Linked DNA regions of Mus musculus: regions 2 and 3 are each linked to region 1. A link is a contact called in public Hi-C data. All regions are on one chromosome and are shown on one strand. Each heading gives the region's core, a stretch centred on a gene start, on an enhancer-like site or on the middle of the called end of the contact. The rest is flanking DNA. Distances are from core to core; before and after follow the strand shown.

Region 1 (3,224 bases), core at 260-2,759:
AAAAATATGCTTAATATCACATAGCAAATGATCAATAGGTCCAGCATCGAAAGCCAGGCATGTCACTTGGAAGAAAAGCAAGTTAGGACCAGGTCACAAAAGACCACACACCCCATGTATCTCTTGAGTCTAGGTCCTGGAGGATAGACAGCTCCATGAAGGGACTCAGCCATCCTCACCTGAGGCTGACAGCCCACTGACTCCACTGAGTAGTTGTCAACCTGTGGGCTGCGACCCCCTGGGGTTGGTGACTGCCCCCCCCGGGGGGCCACACATCATATAGTATTTATATTCCGAATCATAATATCAAAATTACAGTTATGAAGTAGCAACAATGTAATTTTATGGTGGAAGGCGGGTCGCCAGAAGGTGAGGGACTGAATTAAAGGGTTGTAGCATCAGCAAAGTCGAGAGCCTCTGCTTTAGAGCCTCCCATGAGGCACGGATGATATTCTAATAAATAGGAAGCCTTGATGCCCACGAGGGAGGAAACTGAGGCAAGAAGATCTATTGCCCACCTGTCCCTTATCTATGCAGGAGTGACAACAAATGACACAGGGTGTGGGCTGTCCCTCTGAAGGAGGAGGGAGAGATTATGGATGGGACCCCCTGCTATCACAGGAGTTGAACACAGAAGGATGGGAAGGGTTTCAGGCTGGATGATGGGAGTAGTGAAGACTGGACCGGGACACGGAGGGGAAAGGACCTGAGTGCCTGCCTGCCAGCCAGCGCAGCTGTGTGGCAGAGGGGGTGCTGTCAGTGGCCAGAGAGCCGACAATGGGGTGGAAGGTGACAAAAACAAGGAGCGACAGGAAAACGGCTTTTCAGAAACGTAAACTTTACAGCCACAGGAGTGAGGGTGGGCGGCAGCAGGGCAGAGATCACAGGGGAAGTAGCTCTGCACAGCACCCAGCCTGGCACGGAGGGGCCTCAGGAGGTGAGCGAGAAGGAGACGAAAAGGAGTCTCAGAGCTGCCTTTAGTTGGGTGGAACCAGACTAGTTGCTTCGCAGCCTGGGATGCTGCCACGGTTTGGTGTCTTTTTCCCACTGTAACTTTGTCTTCCTCTGGACAAAGCATAGCCACGCCTAGGCAGGCTCAGCTATCCCCATCAGCGCTTAGAAACCCTCGCTGACGCAATCCCTGGCTCGCAGCCAAAGGGACCCTCCATCTCATTCCCCTCATTCTTTCTCTCCTAGCCGGTGTTCTTACCGCTACCTCCGCGCCACCCACCCCACCCCCTGGTTGAACCAGAAACAGCCGCTCCTCGGAACTTTGCTATGCGCGCTCTCCATCCCGCACCCAGGGATCCCGCATTGCAGCGAGAGTGACAGGGACTTTCCAGGGGCTCCCAGGGGATCATGCTCCAGATGGGGCAGGGTGACGGCGAGGGTCTAGGCGTCATCCCCGCTCCCCGGAGGGCCGTATGGGTGGCTCACCTGATTTGCCCATGGCCTGCTGTGTGCGCTCCTCCGCTCCGCTGCGGCTGCGTTGCGCTGCGCTGGCTAGCGGGGTCCCAGCAGCTGGCCGGGGCCGGGAGGGGCAGGGGCGGCCACAGCCACTCCCCCGGCGCCGCCCGGCCCCGCCTTATAAGGCAAAGGCAGCTGCAGGCGGAGGCGCAGGGGGCCACCCCTAGAATTCATTTGGCCGGGTGGGATTCCGCCGCTGGCTAGGGCGGTCCAGATGTGGATACGAATGCTGATTCTGAGCGTGCCTTGTCTCCTAGAGCAGCAAGTGCGCGCGCAAGACCTAGGGGCGTCCACGCCTTCCCTGTAGTTCCCCACGGTTCCCGCGCGACCGACGCCTGGAGAAGGCCTGGTGAGGTACGGTTCCCTCCGGCGCCACCAGGGGTCGGTAACCTCCCAGACTCAGTCTTTGGCAACACCACCCCCTCCCAGATCCCCAAAGTTCTGCTTCCCCTTCCCAGTGACACCATGCTCCAATCGCAGCTTCTTAGGACCCTGTCCCGCTATGCATCCCCAGGTTGTAACTGAACACTTTCCGGCCCTCCAACTCCAACCGCCCCAGGGTGGTGCCGCTGCCCGACTTGGACCTATCCTCTTGAACCCCACTGCCTTTGAGACCAACCCAAATTCCCCACCTGAGTTTGGATCCAGCACCCCCACATGTTGGCGTCATCTAAACCGAGACCCCCTGGTTAATTCAAAACACATTTTTCTCACCATAAAAAGTTAATGATTCACAGATTACAAGGACACTTTGCCTCCCCCTCCCTGGATACATATATATTTAAAAGATACATTTATTTGGGCCAGACATGGTGGCTCATGCCTTTATTCTTAGCACTTGGGAAACAGAAGCACGCAGATCTCTGTGAGTTAAGATTGGCCTGGTCTAAACAGTGAGACTTTACCTTTGTGCCCTACATAGCCGAGAATGATTTTAAAGTTCTGATCTTCCTGCTTCTACCTCCCTAGTGCTGTGACCACAGACACCCCCAGCAGTACCTATTTCTATGAATTTAAATGTATTTTACTTTTAGGTTATTGTTTGTCAGATGGAGTCTCGGTGTACCTCCCATTGTAGGTCAGGTCTGTACCACCACACCTGGCCAGACCCTGCAGCACGGAGCTCAGATGTATCCAGTAGGTTAGCGCAGAGCTAAATGCACGCCCGCCCACGCCCACCCCCCAGCCATTCCCTCTCTCCATGGCCAGCAAATACACTTCCCACATCCTAGCACTTCCAAGCAGGAGTAGAGTGGATACTGGTACTCATCTGACTTAAACGAGCTTTTAGTGCTGGGTTGGGATTCTGACTCTGTTCAATTCTCTGTTCCATTTTGCCGACAAATTCCGATGGAAATAGTCAAATGACCCAGGAAAAGTCCCTGTCACACCTAGAATCTCTAGAAAGCTATTTCAGAGGAACCAGAACTGCAAGGCCCTAAGGAGACAGCTGAGCACAGAGGAACCGCCTACTGCGTGCAGAGGACAAGCATCAGGCATACGTACACCATGTACAGAAGTGTCACCAGAAGGTGAGTGAGCAGGCTGGAGATCTGGCTAGGCTAAATTCCTGCCTCTGGGCAGTACAGTTTATGGTTGGTGTGCCGTGTGCTCTGTCCACCGGTTTTGCCAGCTGCATGCAGGTAGTGTGCCAAATCGACTGAAGTGCCGTTAAAGCTGATTTCTACTAAGGGCAACTGGGAGGCTGGAGAGGAAGGTAATGCCTTAGCCAGCAAAGACCAGAGACAAGCCATAAC
Region 2 (3,224 bases), core at 226-2,725, 2.2 Mb after region 1:
TCAATGTATTTATTCCAGTGACAATAAACTTGAACGACCACTAAAGGAGCCTGTTGGCCTGCTGATGTAAGACGGGCTCAGCTGTGAGGATTTGGGAGGTGAAGGGGAGAGCTGTCAACCCCTTGGGGTGGGGCCAGGAGCTATACTCCTGATCTGGTTTGCGGAGAGATAAAGAGTTCTTACATCATTTGACTGATACAGTGGGGCATTGTATATTTATTTACCCCATACTTGCCAATTACCCTCTAAATATCATCCTATGGTAAGGAGGGCACAGGAGGGACGCCTATACCTCACAGGGTTTGGGGAAGACCAGGTGGGCCCACATGTCAGATGGTCATGGAGGAGCAGGCAGGGACGTTCAGAACCAAGGCAGCACAGCCTTGTGTCTACATTATACCAGTAGCCAGAGAAGGAGCCCAAGAGGTTTGGATGTAGGAAATTTTAGGAATGGGGGAGAGAAAGCAGGGAGAAACAGCTATAAAGCAACGCGCTCCACCAAATGTATGCTGCCCTCTTGTGGTCTGAGGGAGTGCCTTGGCGCCTTCAAGTGCCTGTATGGCACCCAACCTGTGGAGTTGTCAGCATCTCAAATGCAGCGTGTCCAAACTGATCTGAAACTAGCATTTACCCTAGACTATTCTACCGGAAGAGTCGCCCGTTCTTCCCCAAAACTTCATCAGAGTTTTCTCTCTCTCTTTTTTTTTGAGCTTTTCGAGACAGGGTTTCTCTGTGTAGCCCTGGCTGTCCTGGAACTCACTCTGTAGACCAGGCTGGCCTCGAACTCAGAAATCCACCTGCTTCTGCCTCCCAAGTGCTGGGATTAAAGGCGTGAGCCACCACTGCCCGACTTCATCCAAGTTTTCTATCAAGTTTCTACCATCCTCAATTCTTGCTGTTTCTGTGGTTAGCATATCATCGGACAAATATTGGAGGGCCTATTTTACTCTGGATACTGAACTAGGCTCTGTGGGCACGCCCCCGTGGCCGAAGCGCTACGGTGATGTTGAGTACAGCCCCTTCCAGGGTCACCAGTAGCTGTTGCCCCGACTACCGGATCCACCCAGCTTATACACCAATCCTCTCAGCCAATGAGTTATGCACTCGCTTAGATCCTCCTGAAAACCGCCGGGGTCGTCCAGTGTCCCAGGATGAGAAGAAAGCTCAGGACTCCGTAAATAAGAGTCTCACCTGCTTTTATCCACCAGGGGCTTCGCTTTCGCTGCTCCGGTGTGTCAGCAGGTGACGCATGCCGTCCATCTTTTAAAGGCACAAATCTGCGTTCTTCGGGCGCAAGACTCCTCCGATAGCCGTTCCTTTCCCGGGTGGGCCCTCTGCAGGTAGCGGGGTGCTCCGGGATCAACGCGCCGACCGCTGGAGGCCGGCCAGATGCCACCATCACAGGCGAACAGCAGCCCGGGTTTCTCTCAGGCCCCGCCCCCTGCGTGCGCGGCCCCGCGGCTCCGCGCGCTCCCGGTCTGCGCGCCATCTTGGCTACTCCGTGAGGGTCGAGCGTCTACTGGCGACCGTGGTAAGAGCCAAATCCCAGGAGATGGGGACTCAGAGCTGGGGAAAGGGGAAATGCCTGCTGCCTGAAACAGCGGCCCACGATTGGGGAGCCCGCCAACCGCTCACGAGTGGTCCGAAGCAGCTCTCCGGTCGAGTTCCCGAGTGGCCCTGTTCAAGCCAGCCTACTCTATTAATGTGGGGGTGAGGTCTTCTCTGCCCCCATGCACCCCGTGCTCGTAGGCAGGGTCGATTCTTTCTTTGGGGAGTACTTTCTTGGGGAGTGAGGCCTCGTGGCTGTGCCCCAGGGAGTTTGGAGCCAAGAGTCTCTGGAAGCACAAAGTAAGGGAGCCTTGTCCCAGTCCTTGCAGCCTTGTGAGGAGAGCCCGCCTGTTCTTGGCAAGTTGTGGGCGAGGGGTCTGGGACCTAGCCCCCAGGAGCTTGAGATCATAAAGAAGTACAGGCCTACCCACCAGAGAGCCTGGTTTGGGGGAATTTGGTCTTGCCCGTGTTAGAAACTCGTGGATGTATTTAGAAAGGGGTCTAAGGACTCGATAATTCTTGGCCCCAGCCTTGAGACGCTGGGGTGAGGAACAAGGCGATAATCTGGAGGGAGTGATGGAGGATGGACCTGGTCATGTTCCCGCCACTCATCTGACTCTTACCCGCAGTGCATATCCAGAGAGAGACCCACCAACGTCGCGAGGGCAGAATGGAACAGTACCGGAGGGCCGGCTCTGTAGAGCTTCCAGCCTCATCACCAATGCCCCAGCTACCTCCTGACACTCTGGAAATGCGAGTCCGAGATGGGAGCAAAATCCGAAACCTGCTAGGGCTGGCGCTGGGTCGTTTGGAAGGGGGAAGCACCAGGCACGTGGTGTTCTCAGGCTCTGGCCGGGCTGCTGGAAAGGCTGTCAGCTGTGCAGAGATTGTCAAAAGGCGGGTTCCGGGCCTACACCAGCTCACCAAGCTCCGCTTCCTGCAAACGGAGGACAGCTGGGTCCCAACTTCACCAGACACGGGACTAGACCCCCTCACAGTCCGACGCCACGTGCCTGCGGTGTGGGTACTGCTTAGTCGGGACCCCTTGGACCCCAGTGAATGTGGCTACCAACCCCCAGGTGCACCTCCTGGCCTGGGTTCCATACCTAGTCCCAGCTGTGGCCCCAGACCCCGAAGGAGGGCTCGGGACACCCGGTCCTGAAGATCTGCTGCGCCTGACTGTTCTCTAGACCTGAATATCTGTGCCTTCTCTAAGAAGAGCTTGTGCCGGCAAGGCTTAAGTCTACCGAACTTGCCCCTCCCCTCCGGAATGTGGGGTGGAACTGTTAAAAAGACTGGCGTGGGTCAGTGCTGAGTTAAAGACTGCTTGAGAAGGGCTCACTCTGTCTCTACATCTCACTTGCCTTTTCTGACGTCCGACTAGGGAAGGGAAATAAAGGTTATGCCTGTTTGTTTGGCCTGTTGTGTAAGTGGGACTGCTGACTGGGGGGCCTGGCTTTATCCCAGGAGCTCCTGGGCTGGAAGCAGGAAGGATGCGGATAGGTTGGCACTGGGTGACGGGTCTGGTATCAATAAAAGTTGCAGCAGTAACCTGGGTGGCTTCCTGCCACCTGCTGTAAGCTGGGTTGGGGCTCGGCCAGCTCAGGCATTTCCCCCATCTGTGGCATATGTTTTCGTATAGTGGATTGTAAATGCAGGCTGGCAGTTCAGGATTT
Region 3 (3,224 bases), core at 404-2,903, 2.2 Mb after region 1:
CCTGCATGTATGCCAGTATATCATGTGGGTACAATTCCCACAGAGGCTAGAAGGAGTCAAATCTACTGGAACTGAGCTACAAACAGTTGTGAGCCACCATATGCATGCTATGAATCAAATCAAGATCCTCTGGAAAAGCAGAAGAGCAGCTAGTGCTGTTAACCACGGAGGCATCTCTCCAGCCTCAAGATTTCACATATTTTTAGAAACTAGACCTGAAAATGTCTTACAGCATTTCTGTTTCCATTTTATTATCTGGAATAAAACCACCTGGTACATGGCCCCATATACAGAGATTATAGAATGTATTTTGGTCGCTCAAGAGCAAAAGGAAAGCCGGGCATGGTGGCGCACACCTTTAATCCCAGCACTCAGAAGGCAGAAGCAGGCAGATTTCTGAGTTCAAGGCCAGCCTGGTCTACAAAGTGAGTTCCAGGACAGCCAGGGCTATACAGAGAAACCCTGTCTCAAAACAAAACAAAACAAAACAAAACAAAACAACCAAAAAAAAAAGCAAAAAGAAATGTCTCTGCCACATAAAAATGCCATGAAAAGCCATTCCCCATGTTTCGTGAACCCCTCCCTTATATTTGCCTGATGGATTTCATTCCATCAGTTCTTTGTGTTCTAGCTCCTTTATGGGTTTGGCTGTTGTTCTTGTTGTTGCTTTAGACATGGTTTCCTGAGGCCTCTGCTGACTTTTGCTATGGTGACCTTGAACTGATCTTGGTGCCTTCCCACGTTCTAGAATTACAAGCAATACATGTCTTACATTGTCTTTTTCTAACTAACATGTATAATCCTAACCATGTGCCAGGCACTAATTACTTTAAAAAATTAATTCATTTAATGTTAATCATAATGAAGGTATGGGCTACGAAGCAGATACTTTTTAATTTAGTCTATGTTACAGATAAAGCTATCAATGCATACTCTTAAATGCTGACACATATGGGCTCTCTGTCTTAGATCTTAGTCCAATTTTGCTCCCCTCCTCTATTTAGCCCAGAATCATTCTGTGTCAACATCGAATCCCATAGCTCCCCAGTGGACAAATCTATTGGTTTTCAAGGTCTTTCACACTTTTGTGCTTCAGAACATAGAATGAATCATAGGATCGGAGAAAACACTAAGCTAAACATGCATGGTGGTGCGCGCCCCTGATCCCAGTATTGGAGAGGCATCGATCGAGGCTATCCTAGTCTATAGGCTAGCTAAAGTTGTCTAAAATATTACAAATATATGTACACATACATATATACATAAATGCATGTATGCTGTCTCACACTCCTCTGCTCTTTGACTCCTGGAATAGTTCCCATTGACTCTCTCTCTCTCTCATGGACACTTCAGATATCACCGCTTCTTTCCTAAGGTTCCCAGTGGCACTATCTTCAACCTGCTTCTGTGCTAGCAGACCTAGAAAGCTCTACTTCTGGGCTCGCTAGCTCAGGTGGGCCAATCCATTCTGGGTCTCCCCGCTTGGGGACACCAAGATTGAACCCAACAGGGTGGCAGCCAGGAGGCGAGGCCCCGCCTCTCACCTCTCTTGCAGACCAAGCCACTAAACCCTACGCTCTCCCCTCTAGAAAATGGTTCAATCCAGAGGCGGTGCTAGGTGACCCGGACGTTCCGATTGGCCCCGGCGAGCCGTACCACGGTGGCGGGGGCGACCGTAGGCAGCGGCTTTTGAGTCGTGAACCCACAGCCTGTGGCCCTAGTTCGGTCTTACGTTGGTGGTGCCAGGCTGCCCGCTAGAATGCCGTGGGCCGCGGGACGGCGGTGGGCATGGATCACCCTGATTCTGACTATTATCGCAGTGCTGATCCAGGCCGCCTGGTTGTGGCTGGGCACTCAAAACTTCGTCTTCTCTAGAGAAGAAATAGCGCAGCTTGCTCGACAGTATGCGGGTGAGCCGGTGAGGGCGGAGAGTGGGGTGGGCCGACACGGAGCGGAGCCGCGCTTTCCGAGGGCTGGTCCTCGCCAAGCTCAGACCGCGGGCTGGTCTCACCCGCGCTTCTCCTTTTTGCACCAGGGCTGGACCATGAGCTTGCCTTCTCTCGGCTGATCGTGGAGCTGCGGAGGCTGCACCCAGGCCACGTGCTGCCGGATGAGGAGCTGCAGTGGGTATTTGTGAACGCGGGCGGCTGGATGGGCGCCATGTGTATTCTGCACGCCTCGCTGTCTGAGTACGTGCTGCTCTTCGGCACCGCCCTGGGCTCCCATGGCCATTCGGGTCAGTGTTGGCGGTGGGTCGGATTGGGAGGCTGGGACTGTTCGAGGGCCGGTGCCCTCCATTCCAAGGTTTGGCTGGGCCGTGTATTGACAAGGATTCCCTGATGGTCGGTGTCTATTTTACTGTCAATCAGGACGATACTGGGCTGAGATTTCTGACACCATCATCTCTGGCACCTTCCACCAATGGAAAGAGGGCACCACGAAAAGTGAGGTCTTCTACCCAGGTGCGTAGGGAAGTTCTGTCCGAGGGGGCGCCCTCTAGATAGGGACGGGCATAAGACTTGGAAAGGGCGTGTTTAGAAGGCCTACCAGTGATTTCCTTCCTTCCCTCCCTGGTAAGCCACAGGTGTTTCGTTAGGGTCGAGCTAGGAACCCTGATGCTTTCGACTGTTAAGGGAAACAGAACACGGCAGTTTCCAGTCATAGAGAACTTGATTTTTTTTATCAGCCTGTTTAACCCAGCAATTATCTGGGTTATACCCAAAAGTTAAGACAGGCATTTGTTTCCTTAAACTAGAGTGGCAGTTTGGGGTTTTTGTATTTTTGTTATTGTTTGTTTTTATGCGTCTGGGTTTTGCTTACACACACCAACCCCTTAACTGCCTGGTGCCTTAAAGGCCAGAAGAGGGCATCTGATCCCAGAGACTGAAGTTATAGACTGTTGTGAGCCTTCATGTGGGTGCTGGGAAGTGAACCTGGGTCCTCTGGAGTAGGAGCCAGGGCACAGCTGAGCCATCTGGCTAGCAAACTCCTGGTGGTGTTTTTTTAATGTACCTCTGAATCTGTTTAAAAGAAAAAAAGGCGTGGGCTTGCTGGTGTAAGGTTAAGCATCACACTTTGTGACTGAACAGGCGCATTTCTCAGAGAGCCTGGCAAGCCCTGTAACCACACAGAATTTCCACCAGATATGAGTGCAGCTTGGAAATGCAGATGCCATAATTCTATACGTTAGCCTGTAGCTGGGTTGGGTGGCCTTCCAGGGGCCA

The links. Hi-C and Micro-C count contacts between places; a contact is called where the count stands out from the background.
Region 2: a Hi-C map of B cells shows a contact between it and region 1, with 5 read pairs. The contact joins the promoter of Rpp25l here to the promoter of Glipr2 in region 1.
Region 3: a contact with region 1 is called in a Hi-C map of B cells, with 7 read pairs. The contact joins the promoter of Sigmar1 here to the promoter of Glipr2 in region 1. A contact is called at or near these places in 1 of 39 promoter capture datasets (the C10 cell line) and 1 of 484 Hi-C or Micro-C datasets (B cells).

The regions. Positions count from the first base shown.
Region 1 is chr4:43,955,987-43,959,210 of GRCm38.p6, reverse strand. Glipr2 (GLI pathogenesis-related 2) reads right to left here and starts at 1,509. Exons shown (of 5, transcript NM_027450.3): 1 at 1,438-1,509. The coding sequence starts at 1,450. Gm30377 (a long non-coding RNA gene) reads left to right here. Exons shown (of 4, transcript XR_881223.2): 2 at 1,725-1,821; 3 at 2,828-2,999.
Region 2 is chr4:41,711,768-41,714,991 of GRCm38.p6, reverse strand. Rpp25l (ribonuclease P/MRP 25 subunit-like) reads left to right here and starts at 1,475. Exons shown (of 2, transcript NM_027278.3): 1 at 1,475-1,531; 2 at 2,178-2,959. The coding sequence starts at 2,219. The coding sequence ends at 2,710. Dctn3 (dynactin 3) reads left to right here. Exons shown (of 7, transcript NM_016890.4): 7 at 1-194.
Region 3 is chr4:41,739,788-41,743,011 of GRCm38.p6, reverse strand. Sigmar1 (sigma non-opioid intracellular receptor 1) reads left to right here and starts at 1,653. Exons shown (of 4, transcript NM_011014.3): 1 at 1,653-1,910; 2 at 2,036-2,236; 3 at 2,370-2,462. The coding sequence starts at 1,760.